Regions from separate parts of the Sus scrofa genome. Here regions 1 and 2 are each linked to region 3. Evidence: chromatin contacts called from public HiChIP or PLAC-seq data. All regions are on one chromosome and are shown on one strand. Each heading gives the region's core, a stretch centred on a gene start, on an enhancer-like site or on the middle of the called end of the contact. The rest is flanking DNA. Distances are from core to core; before and after follow the strand shown.

What was found. HiChIP or PLAC-seq counts read pairs in DNA pulled down with a chosen protein or histone mark.
Region 1: an H3K27ac HiChIP or PLAC-seq map of skeletal muscle shows a contact between it and region 3. The contact joins two enhancer-like sites. A contact is called at or near these places in 1 of 47 Hi-C or Micro-C datasets (skeletal muscle) and 1 of 2 datasets of contacts at active chromatin or transcription factors (skeletal muscle).
Region 2: an H3K27ac HiChIP or PLAC-seq map of skeletal muscle shows a contact between it and region 3. The contact joins two enhancer-like sites. A contact is called at or near these places in 2 of 5 promoter capture datasets (liver and skeletal muscle), 1 of 47 Hi-C or Micro-C datasets (skeletal muscle) and 1 of 2 datasets of contacts at active chromatin or transcription factors (skeletal muscle).

Annotation. Positions count from the first base shown.
Region 1 is chr9:41,469,216-41,472,838 of Sscrofa11.1, forward strand. All of the region lies in intron 1 of USP28 (ubiquitin carboxyl-terminal hydrolase 28), which reads right to left. Among named protein-coding and RNA genes, the nearest start is that of USP28, 10 kb to the right of the region's middle. Within about 2 kb of position 1,751, at least 1 of the 83 cell types and tissues checked has an H3K27ac peak or open chromatin away from gene starts, as enhancers often do. A contact at or near this core is called in skeletal muscle, where this site is marked.
Region 2 is chr9:41,790,710-41,794,001 of Sscrofa11.1, forward strand. All of the region lies in intron 4 of ZBTB16 (zinc finger and BTB domain-containing protein 16), which reads left to right. Among named protein-coding and RNA genes, the nearest start is that of NNMT, 79 kb to the right of the region's middle. Within about 2 kb of position 1,757, at least 5 of the 83 cell types and tissues checked have an H3K27ac peak or open chromatin away from gene starts, as enhancers often do. A contact at or near this core is called in skeletal muscle, where this site is marked.
Region 3 is chr9:41,646,310-41,650,155 of Sscrofa11.1, forward strand. All of the region lies in intron 2 of ZBTB16 (zinc finger and BTB domain-containing protein 16), which reads left to right. Among named protein-coding and RNA genes, the nearest start is that of ZBTB16, 8.7 kb to the left of the region's middle. Within about 2 kb of position 2,177, at least 3 of the 83 cell types and tissues checked have an H3K27ac peak or open chromatin away from gene starts, as enhancers often do. A contact at or near this core is called in skeletal muscle, where this site is marked.

The DNA of each region.
Region 1 (3,623 bases), core at 501-3,000, 180 kb before region 3:
ATTCTCAGTAGTACCCATAACCCAAATCCTAATCGGTACTGTATATTACATGTAAACTTCACAATGAGATGAGGTAAATTCATTAGGATCCTACCTACTGTACTACTCACTCACAGTTTCTCTTGGAACTTGACAGGAAGCTGATTTAAATATTAACTTCACCCTAACTATGATATAAAGTACACACCCAACATGAGACAAGACAAAGCCTGTGCTCCAGTCATAATGAAGTCAAATAACTGGCAAGAGCCAACACGCCTGTATTTCCTTAGCTAAAGACACTTTATTTTGACAAAACAAAAAGCACTCTTTTCTTGCCCAGAGGCAGTGAAAAAGACACACACAAATCTCTAGGAAGAAGGAACTCAAGCTTTCTGGCCTCAGCTACTTAGTGCTTTGGGCACAACCCAGCGCTCTTGTCAGAACTGAGGTCTTCGTAAAGCAAAGACAATAACTCACCTCATAATAAACAATAAACAGGATTACTCATAATAAAAATATTAAGCTATCAAGTTTTTGTAATAAACAACTGGCCTAATCCTACTGCAACTAAAACTCTCTTTGATCACATGAAGCAAATTAGCGAGATTACTAATCTCACCATCTTCAAAATACCCAGTTCAGCTTGGTGACGAGGTGCTTTCTAGATTACTCCATCCCTTCAAACGGGGGTGCTATTTTCAACATTCTGATGGACATGTTTCCTGATCTCAATCATCTATTTTTACGAAGACATTTCTAAATTTAAAACTAAGTAATTGATAAAGGTTACTTTACACCAAAGAACTACCAAGGTGTACTTGATAAAATGCCCCCCAGAGTTAAAGATTTCGTTTTCTAAGTTTAAAATCAAACTTAAGTACCAAGGAAAGCAAAGGAATAGGAGTCAAAGAGAACATACAGCAGCAACTTCAGAAATGCAGTCTATAAAACAGGATCTGAACACAGACTCTGACTGCTGCTAACCTTTCCAACCTCCACAAAACGAGGGACGAAAGCGCTGGTATGTTTTCAGTTTTTCTTCCCAGTGACATCTCCGTGTTGGTCCAATTTACTCATAAAGCAGAAATCTAAAGCACCTTATGACTCTACAAATGACAAATAGCTTTTTTGTGGATAAAACTAAATCCTCTGAAACAGGCTACTTATTAATTTATTTTAATGGTGCAAAATTAGCTACAAGATGAAAATCACTATTTCAGTCCATCAACTGGCTTAAAGTTTTTAAAGGCATTAGAAGCTTTTAAAATTTAGCCAATTCTAAATATCAGAGAGGGCTTTAAACTAAAAATTAAAACAAGAAAAAAGGAACTAATAATTATTTACTCAAAAGTTTTCATCTCTGGAGTTCCCATCGTGGCTCAGTGGTTAACAAATCCAACTAGGAACCATGAGATTGCGGGTTCAATCCCTGGCCTCGCTCAGTGGGTTAAGGATCCGGTGTTGCCATGAACGGTGGTGTAGGTCGCAGACGCAGCTGGGATCCTGAGTTGCTGTGGCTGTGGTGTAGGCCGGCGGCTACAGCTCCAATTAGACCCCTAGCCTGGGAAGCTCTATATGCCGTGGGTGCAGCCCTAGAAAAGACAAAAAAAGAAAGTTTTCATCTCTCTTTTTCACATTCACAGAGTAGGAAATTCTAACAGTACAAAAGCATATCAAATGAAAGGGAAAACCTGGTCTTCCACCCAGTCCTATTTCCCAGGGGCAACCACTATTAATAGCTTCTGACATATCTTCCCAGAAATGGTCTATGCACACAAATATATTCTTTCATACTACACATCATGTCCCACACCCGGTTTTTCTCTTGCTTTAGAATACATTTAGGGAGTTTCCATAGTGGCTCAGTGGTTAACAAATCTGACTACATACCATGAGGTTGTGGGTTCAATCCCTGGCCTTGCTCAGTGGATTAAGGATCTGGCGTTTTGCCATGAGCTGTGGTGTGGGTTTCAGACGAGGGTTGGATCCCATGTTGCTGTGGCTCTGGTGTAGGCCGATGGCTTCAGCTCCAATTTGACCCCTAGTCTGGGAACCTCCATATGCTGCGGGAGTGGCCCTAGAAAGGACAAAAAAAAAAAAAAAAAAAGAATACATTTAAAATAATGTGTGTGTATATATACATATGTATGTGCATGTGTGTGTGTATGACTGGGTCACTTCATTGTATAGCAGAAATTGGCACAACATTGTAAATTGACTGTATTTTAACTAAAAATAAATTAAAATTAGAACACATTTAAGACATACAAATAAACTTATTTACAGAGACTCATACACATAGAAACTTATAGTCAGAAAGGGGAAATGCAGGGAGGAGGGATTAATTAGGAATCTGGGGTTAATATATACACACTACCATGTATAAAATAGATAACCAACAAGGACCTATTGTATAGCACAGGGAACTACACTCAATATTCTGTAAATACCTATATGGGAAAAGAATCTAAAAATATATATACATACTCTCTCTCTATACAACTGAATCACTGCTGTACACCTAAAACACAACACCATTAGTCAACTACACTTCAATTAAAATTCCCCCCAAATTTTAAAAACAGGAATACATTAAAACAATATTCTTTCATTTCTTTAAATACATATGAGCCCCAACCAAACACAAGAAACGAGACCAGCAAGCTGTTACAATAAGGCCTTATGAAATGCATCTTCAGGAGTTCCCATGCTGTCTCAGAGGGTTAAGAATCCAATTCAGTGTCCATGAGGATGAAGGTTCAATCCCTGGCCTTGCTCAGTGGGTTAAGGATCCAGTGTTGCCACAAGCTGTGGTGTAGGTCACAGATGTGGCTTGGATCTGTGTTGTGACTGCTGGAGCTGTGGTGCAAGCCTGCAGCTGCAGCTGATTCAATCTCTAGCCCGGAACTTCCATATGCCACAGGTATAGCCATAAAAAGAAAAAAAAAAAAAGAAAGAAAAAAGTATCTTCAAAAATTAAAGAAAATGCCATTTAGTAACATACTGCTGGGGTTTATTGAGAAACTAAGAAAACATGGTAAAAGATATAAGAAATCAAGCTTACATGCTTATTATAATTTTAGAAATCTAACAGGAAATTCTAAATTATTATTAGGGGGACCTTAGGGTACGGTTTTCGGTTTTTGGCAGCTTTTTTTGACCGCACCTATGGCATATGGAAGTTCTCCGGTCAGCGACTGACTCTACAGCTGCAGCAACACTGTATCCTTAACCCACTGTGCCAGGCCAGGGATCAAACCTGCACCTCTGCAGTAACCCAAGCCACCTCAGTCTGATTCTTAACCCACTGTGCCATAATGGAAGCTCTTAGTTTTCATGTTTGTTAAATAACAGGGACCAGAGAGGTGATGTGGGATTGGATTATGAAGGGTTCTAAATGCTAGGATGAGTTTAGACTTGATCTGATGAACCATGGAAAATCATTACAGCTTCCTCAGCAGGAAATAGGACTAAAAAGGTACTTTAAGGGGATTAGTCTAGCATATGTTAACAACTAGTTCAATGTGGGATGAGACTAGGGAAAGAAAGCTTAACCATGAGTTACAGGGCTTCTAAATAAACCAAATGTGATGAGAAGTAGAAAGCTAGTAGGAGAAATGAAAAGGTAGACTGCATATCTC
Region 2 (3,292 bases), core at 507-3,006, 140 kb after region 3:
ATAATTCGTGAGAAGCACTCTGCAGCCCGTACGAGCAAACACACGGTGGCTTATTATGGCTTCTCAGAACCACAGTTTTCCAGTCATTTACATGTGTGTATGATTCTTCCAGTTTCTGTGTGTGTGTTTGGGAGGGGGGTGCTTCCCGAGCATTTCCCCCCACTTCTTTCTAGGGCATCTCAGGAAGCATTATTCAGAAGGGGGTGGGGCTGGACAGAGGACTCTTGCATTTTCTAAAGTGCCACTTTGCATTCCTTTCACCTCGGTCTTAATAATAAATAACTCTGACCGTGCGGCCAGGACCTGGGATGCTCTGCCCAGATGAATGCAAGAATGTGTCTCCAGCAGCCAGGGGTCCCATTCAGGGGGCTTGGTCAGTACCATTTCTCCAGCCATGAGAAAAGCCCTCTTGCTAAGCTATAGAAAAAAAAAAAATCTCCCTTGTGCTTTAATTCTGGAAGAAGCGGATTAGTGTGGCCATATTTAACCTTTGACCCTGACACAAAAGCATTATCAAAATTAGTTACCAAGAGGCTCTGTCTTCCTTTCCCTGCCCCCACGTCCCCCTTTGCTGAGGCCGGTTTAGGACCTTGGTAAAACTCTTCTGAGCAGGCGCAAAGGTTCAGAAGACCATTGTTGCCTTAGAGACATCCGGGCCCGGCGCTGGATCTCTGCGCTCTCGGGGTCCAAGGTGGGCTAAAGGGCAGGGCTGAGACTCTTGCACTAGAGTGGGGGTTAGAATTTATGGTCTGGAGTTAAAGACTCGCTTTTTCTCCTCTAGAACCAACCTAGTTTTTGGCTCTCTTGGAAACTGGACACTCTTCTGATGATGTATTGATTTTTAGGCCTACATTCACAGAACTTTTTTTTTTTTTTTTTTTTGCTTTTTAGGGCTGTACCCTCGGCATACGGAGGTTCCCAGGTTAGGGGTCCCATCAGAGCTACAGCTGCCGGCCTATGCCACAGCCACAGCCACATCAGGTCTGAGCCGCATCTGTGACCTACACCACAGTCCATGGCAATGCTAGATCCTTAACCCACTGAGCAAGGCCAGGGATCGAACCTGCAACCTCATGGTTCCTAGCTGGATTTGTTTCTGCTGCACCACTGCAGGAACTCCTCATCAGAACTTTTTGAATGTTTCCTTCCCTCTGGCTCCTGTATGATCTGAAAGTACCGGTTGATCTAAAGCATGGAATTTCAGCATTTTCCCCTTCTAGGCAGACATCCGTGGACTTGGAGGATAGAGTGGAGGGGGTATCTGGACTGAGTCATTTCTCTGGGTTTAAATCCCTCCCTGTCATTTAGTCCCCTGGCTGTTTGGACAGTTTATTTGAACTGAGCCCCAGTTTCCTCATCTGCAAAATGGGTGCAGTCGTGATAGTGCCCACCTCCCAGAGTTATTTTTGAAGATAGACACTAAGATTCGGGTGAACTGGTAGATTCTCCTAGAATGGCATGTGGCCCTTAAGAGCATCAGTGCACTCACCAAGTGCTTAGCGACGGTCATTCCTGTTGTCATCCGTGTCCTCACTGCTTCTTCACTACCGCCAGGTCCTGCCTGGCTCCCGCAGCCCTGCCCACACCCCTCCCTACCATCCCCAGCACCTTGGGCGTTTCTGGCTGACCTGCCCTCTTTCTGCCTCCTCTAGCTTAGCTTTCTTTGGAGTTATTTTCGGAATCCCCTCCCTCTTGGATGGGAGGCGGGTGGCTGAGGCCTGGCTTCATTTCATAGCAGAAGTCCAGCTTGGGAGGGAAAGCACTTTATAAGCTCGCGATGAAAGCTGTAAAACGAGATGGTCAGGGATCTGGCCGGGCCTGGTTCAGGATTACGGCGGCCCCTGGAATGCCGAGGGGGCCCCTCTTAAGAAGCCAGTGTCTATTTACAGTGTATCTCTCATAAACCCCAGCGCTGGGGCGAGGGCAGGGGACTTGCCCTCCTGGCATGTGATTGATTATCTGGTATTTATGCCATTGAGGACTTGTCAGCGGTTCAGGGTCAAAGGGTCATCTCACGTGTCTTGCCGCCAATCCGCCTTCTTTTGTACAGTGTGGACCGGGTGAGCCGTGCACAAAAACAGCTTTTTCTTTGCCTTGGGAAAAGGGGGAGGGGGAGTGTCAATGAAATTTTTTTTCAACCTTTTCTGAATGGTGTCCTTTTAATTCTAAAGAACTTTTAATTAAAAGTAGCAGGAAAATTCATCTTGAGAAGGTTTAACTTACCTTAACAGATACTTTTGTGTCCCGAGAAGCTAGGAGTGACTTTGAAAAAAAAAAAAAGAAGAAAGTAAGTAAGGGTTTTGGTTGGGTCTCTCGCCTTCCCCAGACCGCTTCCAGGATGCCTGGGGTTCCCTAGCACGCCCTGCCCAAGTGTGGCCCCAGCTTGGGAAAGCAAGAGGAAGAGAGGTGTAACGGCCCTAAATACCTGGGAACGGACTTCACTCCCTCTGGTCCAACGTCCTCCTGTTTTAAACGAAGAAACGGAGCCCAGGGTCACATAACTAGCTGGTCGTAGAATCGGGTTCTGTCCTCCTAATCCTCCTTCTGTTGCTCCTTTTAACACGTGGAGCTGTTTCTCGAAGTTTTGGAAGCCGAGTGAAGAGAACTTAATGTACTCTTGTTGCATTTATTTATTTATTTTATTCATTCATTTATTTATTTTTAGCGTTGCACCCGCAGCATATGAAAGTTCCAGGCTAGGGATCAAATCAGAGCTACAGCCGCCAGCCTACACCACAGCCACAGCAACACGGGAGCTGAGCCTCATCTTTGACCCACGCCACAGCTCGCAGCAACACTGGATCCTTAACCCACTGAGCGAGGCCAGGGATTGAACCCACGTCCTCACGGACATTCTGTCGGGTTCTTAACCTGCTGAGTCACAAGGGGAGTTCCCCTGCTGTTGCTTTTAAATCCTGGCTATGGGCAAAGGGGTCAGGGGACACTCCTAGGTCCCTTGGGCTGGAGGGACCCCCTGCTTTAGAACAGGCAGGGTGTGCCCACGTGGCACAGAGGAAATCACTCTGTGCCCCCGTCCTCCCAGAAATCTCCAGAGAGAGGGGCTCCGTGCTCTGCTTGGTAGAAAACGGCAGCACCTCTCCCTCAAAACCTGGTCCCTCTAATCTCAGCTGTCTTTCTGAGCAAGGGACTTGGTTTCCTCCTGCAGGAGCTCCGGAGTGGCCTGAGTGCACGCAGTCTCTCTGCCCATCTCGGGTGAGAGGATCATCCAGAGCTGGGTGTGGACACCTCATCCTGTGTGTGGCACTGCCCTCTAAAATCTTACCCAGGTGAC
Region 3 (3,846 bases), core at 927-3,426:
ATTGTTAGCAGTAGTCATCATATTGTACATTATATCCTCAGGACTTTTGTTTGTTTGGTAACTGGAAATGTGTGCCTTTTGACTCCTTTCACCCATTTTCCCCAGCCTCCATTCCCTGGAAACGAATTTCTTTTGTTCTGGCTCTTGTTGGGTCCTATTTGCTCCTCTTTACCTGGGAGAGCTGTAGAAGGTACCACTCTCCCAGGAGTTCCAGTTTCCCAGTCTGTGGGATGCTTGTTCCTCTGGGGAGAGGTGGAGGCCTGGCTGTGTTCTACCCCCAGAGCAAGGGTGGCAGCTCTGTCTTAGTGTGAGAACTTGGGAAAGTTATGTAACCCCTTTCTTCCTCCCTCCCCCCTTCCCTCTCCCTCTCCCTCTCTCTTTCTTTCTTTCTTTTGGCTGTGCCTGGGGCTGGGGATCAAACCCGTGTCAGAGCTGTAACCAGAGCCATACCACAATGACCGTGCTGGTCCCCCAACCTGCTGAGCCAAGAGTGAACTCCTTATGTAACCTTTTGAGCCTTGTTTTTACCTTCTTCGAAAAGGAGCTAGTCTGCAGGGATGTTGTACTAATGAAGTAACATCCAGAAATCCCTGGAGCTGTGACTTAGTAACTGGGAGGATGAAGGACTGGCCCTCAGTCTCCCATCTCGTGTGGGTCTCATGTCTTCCTCACCCCATCGGCTCTGCGTTCTAGGGTGTCACGTCCACAGCACTGCCATCGATGAGTTGAGTTGGCTGTGAGGCCGTGCAGAGAATGTCCCTGTCCTTGGGAGCTTGTGATGGGGAGGCGCTGGTCCTGGCGTACTCGGCATCACGCTGTGGGCTGCTGACATGGAGAATGTGCTTTTGACTGAGGGTGGAAAGCAGGCTGCGGCAGCCCAAGAAGCTGGAGCCTGGGGCTGTGCCCTGGATGGAAAGCGGTGGGGTCTGAGGACATCTATGACCGAGGGAATGTTCCTTCATGCGCTCTGTCCTGGTTCTGATTGGCAGCCCCTTGGCTCCTGATCAGATGCAAACCTCCAGAATTAAGATGCTCTCCCCCCTAGTTGCTGCCATTCTCTGTTCCTCCCCCTATATCACAACTCCGAGCACAGCACAGACAGAAAGGCAAGACACAACAGAGTGGGAGATTTTGATGTTGGGAGGCTGCAGAATTGCTGTTAATGTAACAGGGATGAACATGATGAAATAACAGGCCACAGGATTTATTTTTATTTTGTTACTAAGCCAGTAGGCTAGAGCACTGATACAGGTTAAGTACCTGCTAGTTATTGTTGTTGCCTTTCTTCTTGGGGACAGCGGGGGTGGGGGTGTGGCATGGAGAGGGAGAAAGGGAAGAGCACTGCATCTCTGGGATGGGATGCAGGAAGGAGGATATGTCAGGAAGCCCATCAGTAGTTTTCCTCATGACCTGCTCCCAAGCTGGTGGCGGGGGGAGGCTGTTGGTGTGACAGTTTGAATGAAACTTTGTGAAGTTGTGGTCCCTGCTGTGCATGGTGAGATGTAAAAGCCGTGTAAGGTAGCCATGCATTGATGGAAAGACCACACAAAGATGCTACTTGGCGAAATTAAACAACACTTGCCTGCCTAAAGTATCCAGAAGCAACTCAGCACAATCAGAACACCTGATAGATCTCAGGTAGATGCAGGGGCCAACTCTGGACCCCCAAAGCTTCCCAGTGGGCCCACATTGCAGGGGATCATGTCTGTTTCATCAGAGTTCCTTCAGAAGGATTGCACGCTCCCTTCCTAGGCCTAGTCTCTCTTCTTTCTCTTTCTGTCCCTGAAAGATGGAACCTGTTCTGCGTGTAGCCTTGTCTGGGTCTGATCTAGGAACCAGCACCACTAGGCCAGGTGCACGCTCTCCTTCTCAGGGTTATGTACTTAGACGTGATAAGATGATGGGGATAGTGTGGTTACTTAAGTGTCAACACAGCCCTCATAGTCCTCAGTCTCCACAGGCTTGTATAGCCTGGTCTTTTTCTTTTTGGCTACACTTGCAGCATGCAGAAGTTCCCATGCCAGGGATCAAACCCATGCCACAGCCAGAGGAGTGACCTAAGCCACTGTGGTGATAACCTCTGGATTCCCTAACCCGCTGTGCCACCAAGGGAACTCTTAGCCTAGTCTTACTATGTTTCTGAATTTAGCTGCAGCATCAGAGTCGGGTCTGGTTTCCCAGGAGCCTCTGGATCTTCTACAGACGAGCCCGGGGACCAGCTCTGGTGTGTGTCCTGCCTACACGCAGTAGGAACTCTTGCCTGATTCGTGAAGGGATGTCAGGAGCCACAGAGCTGGTCCAAGCCCACTCCCTGTACTCAGGTGTGCAGACCTACTCAGTGGTTTCCGGGGCCAGCTGTAGGGTGCATGGACCATGTCGTGGAGACGTCAGGGTTCTGCCTGGCCCTTTGTCTTGACCCCTTTCGGGTGGCCAGCTGCTCGGTTTTCGGTGGTTGGCCTTGTAGAGGGCCAAGAGCCATTGACCTCAGTTTAGGGGAATTTAGAAGTTGTCCTGAACTCTTGATCCCCTTTCATCCTTCTGCCAGCTTCAGGCACCTCTGAGGTCAAACCGAATTCTGTTTGGACACGAGTGTGCTGGGGCGTAAGGATAGCAACGGTGATAATATTAATAATGTCTTTTCTTGGTTGTCCCACTTTTTCCTTTGCAAAGCGCCTTCATGACTTGCTCTTGCTTAACTCACAGCCTCCCCTCAGGGGGTGTGGGTCCCTCATTCCATATCTGGGATGGTGAAATCTGAGAAGCTCTGAAAGCTAAAAGGGTTTGTGTAAGTTGGCCGCAAACTCGTTTAGTAGCAAAACCTGATCTGAACTGATGCGAGGCTATATTTATCCTGCCGATTTTGAATATTCATATGTTTTGCTGCCAAAATATTAATGTGTTTGATTACAGAGTGCTTCCCTAGACGACTCTGGGACTGGCAAACACTCTAGGCCCCATAGCACCTTTCTAAAATCTGAACAGTTGGGATTTCTGAAGCACCCAAGGGTTTGGAGTAAAGGATTGTTGGCCATTATCGGCCCTAACATACAGGTGGGGACCGTGAACTTTGGGTAAGTGACATGCCCAAGGTCACATAGCTATAAATGGTTAGGGCCAGGAGCTCAGCTCACTCTCAGATTCACAGTCCCGGGTGCTCCTCCACAGGCCATATAAGCACATGGGCATTGCCGTTCTGGGTCAGATCCATCTGACCTAGTCTTAAGGTGCCAACACCATCCCTAAGATACCACCCTTGGAGGCTACGGGTCTCTTCCTTGACGTCAATCCTAAAGGTCAGGTGGAGCCCAGATCTCTTAGGAGCTATTTATGGCTGCTCTGTCATTCACAGATTTGCCTAAATCCTTTCTGAAACCGTTCCTGTTTCCAGGAAGTATCCTTTTGGGGGTGATGAATGACCTAAGTTTATAAGCTCCTGGGCTCCTGGAGAGCTCGTCTTTTGGAGCCGTCGATTGTTGGTTGTGAAGAGCGGAGGATGGCAGCGGGCTCTGGGGGGTTGAGGCCCGCTGTTTGGGAGGCTGGGTCTCCGTACTCGGCTTGACTTTGCTCACTCGCTTGCTTTCTTCTTTTTCTCCCTCTGTCACTCTCATTGGTCTCTTTTTCATCTTGAGCTTATCGTCTTCATTTCTAAAACTAGCCAGTTGGATGAGCTATTTCTGAATTGGTGAACTCTTTCAAAAGTTTGCCGCTTCTGCACTTACTTATAGCCTCATGAAGTCCTTTTGGTTAATTGAATTTTGCTCTGTTTTGGAATCTGGTTTGGGAGTCAGCCAGCTAAAACAGGGTCAGTTTGATTTGATTCTGTCTACTTGGACTTCGTTGCTTTTT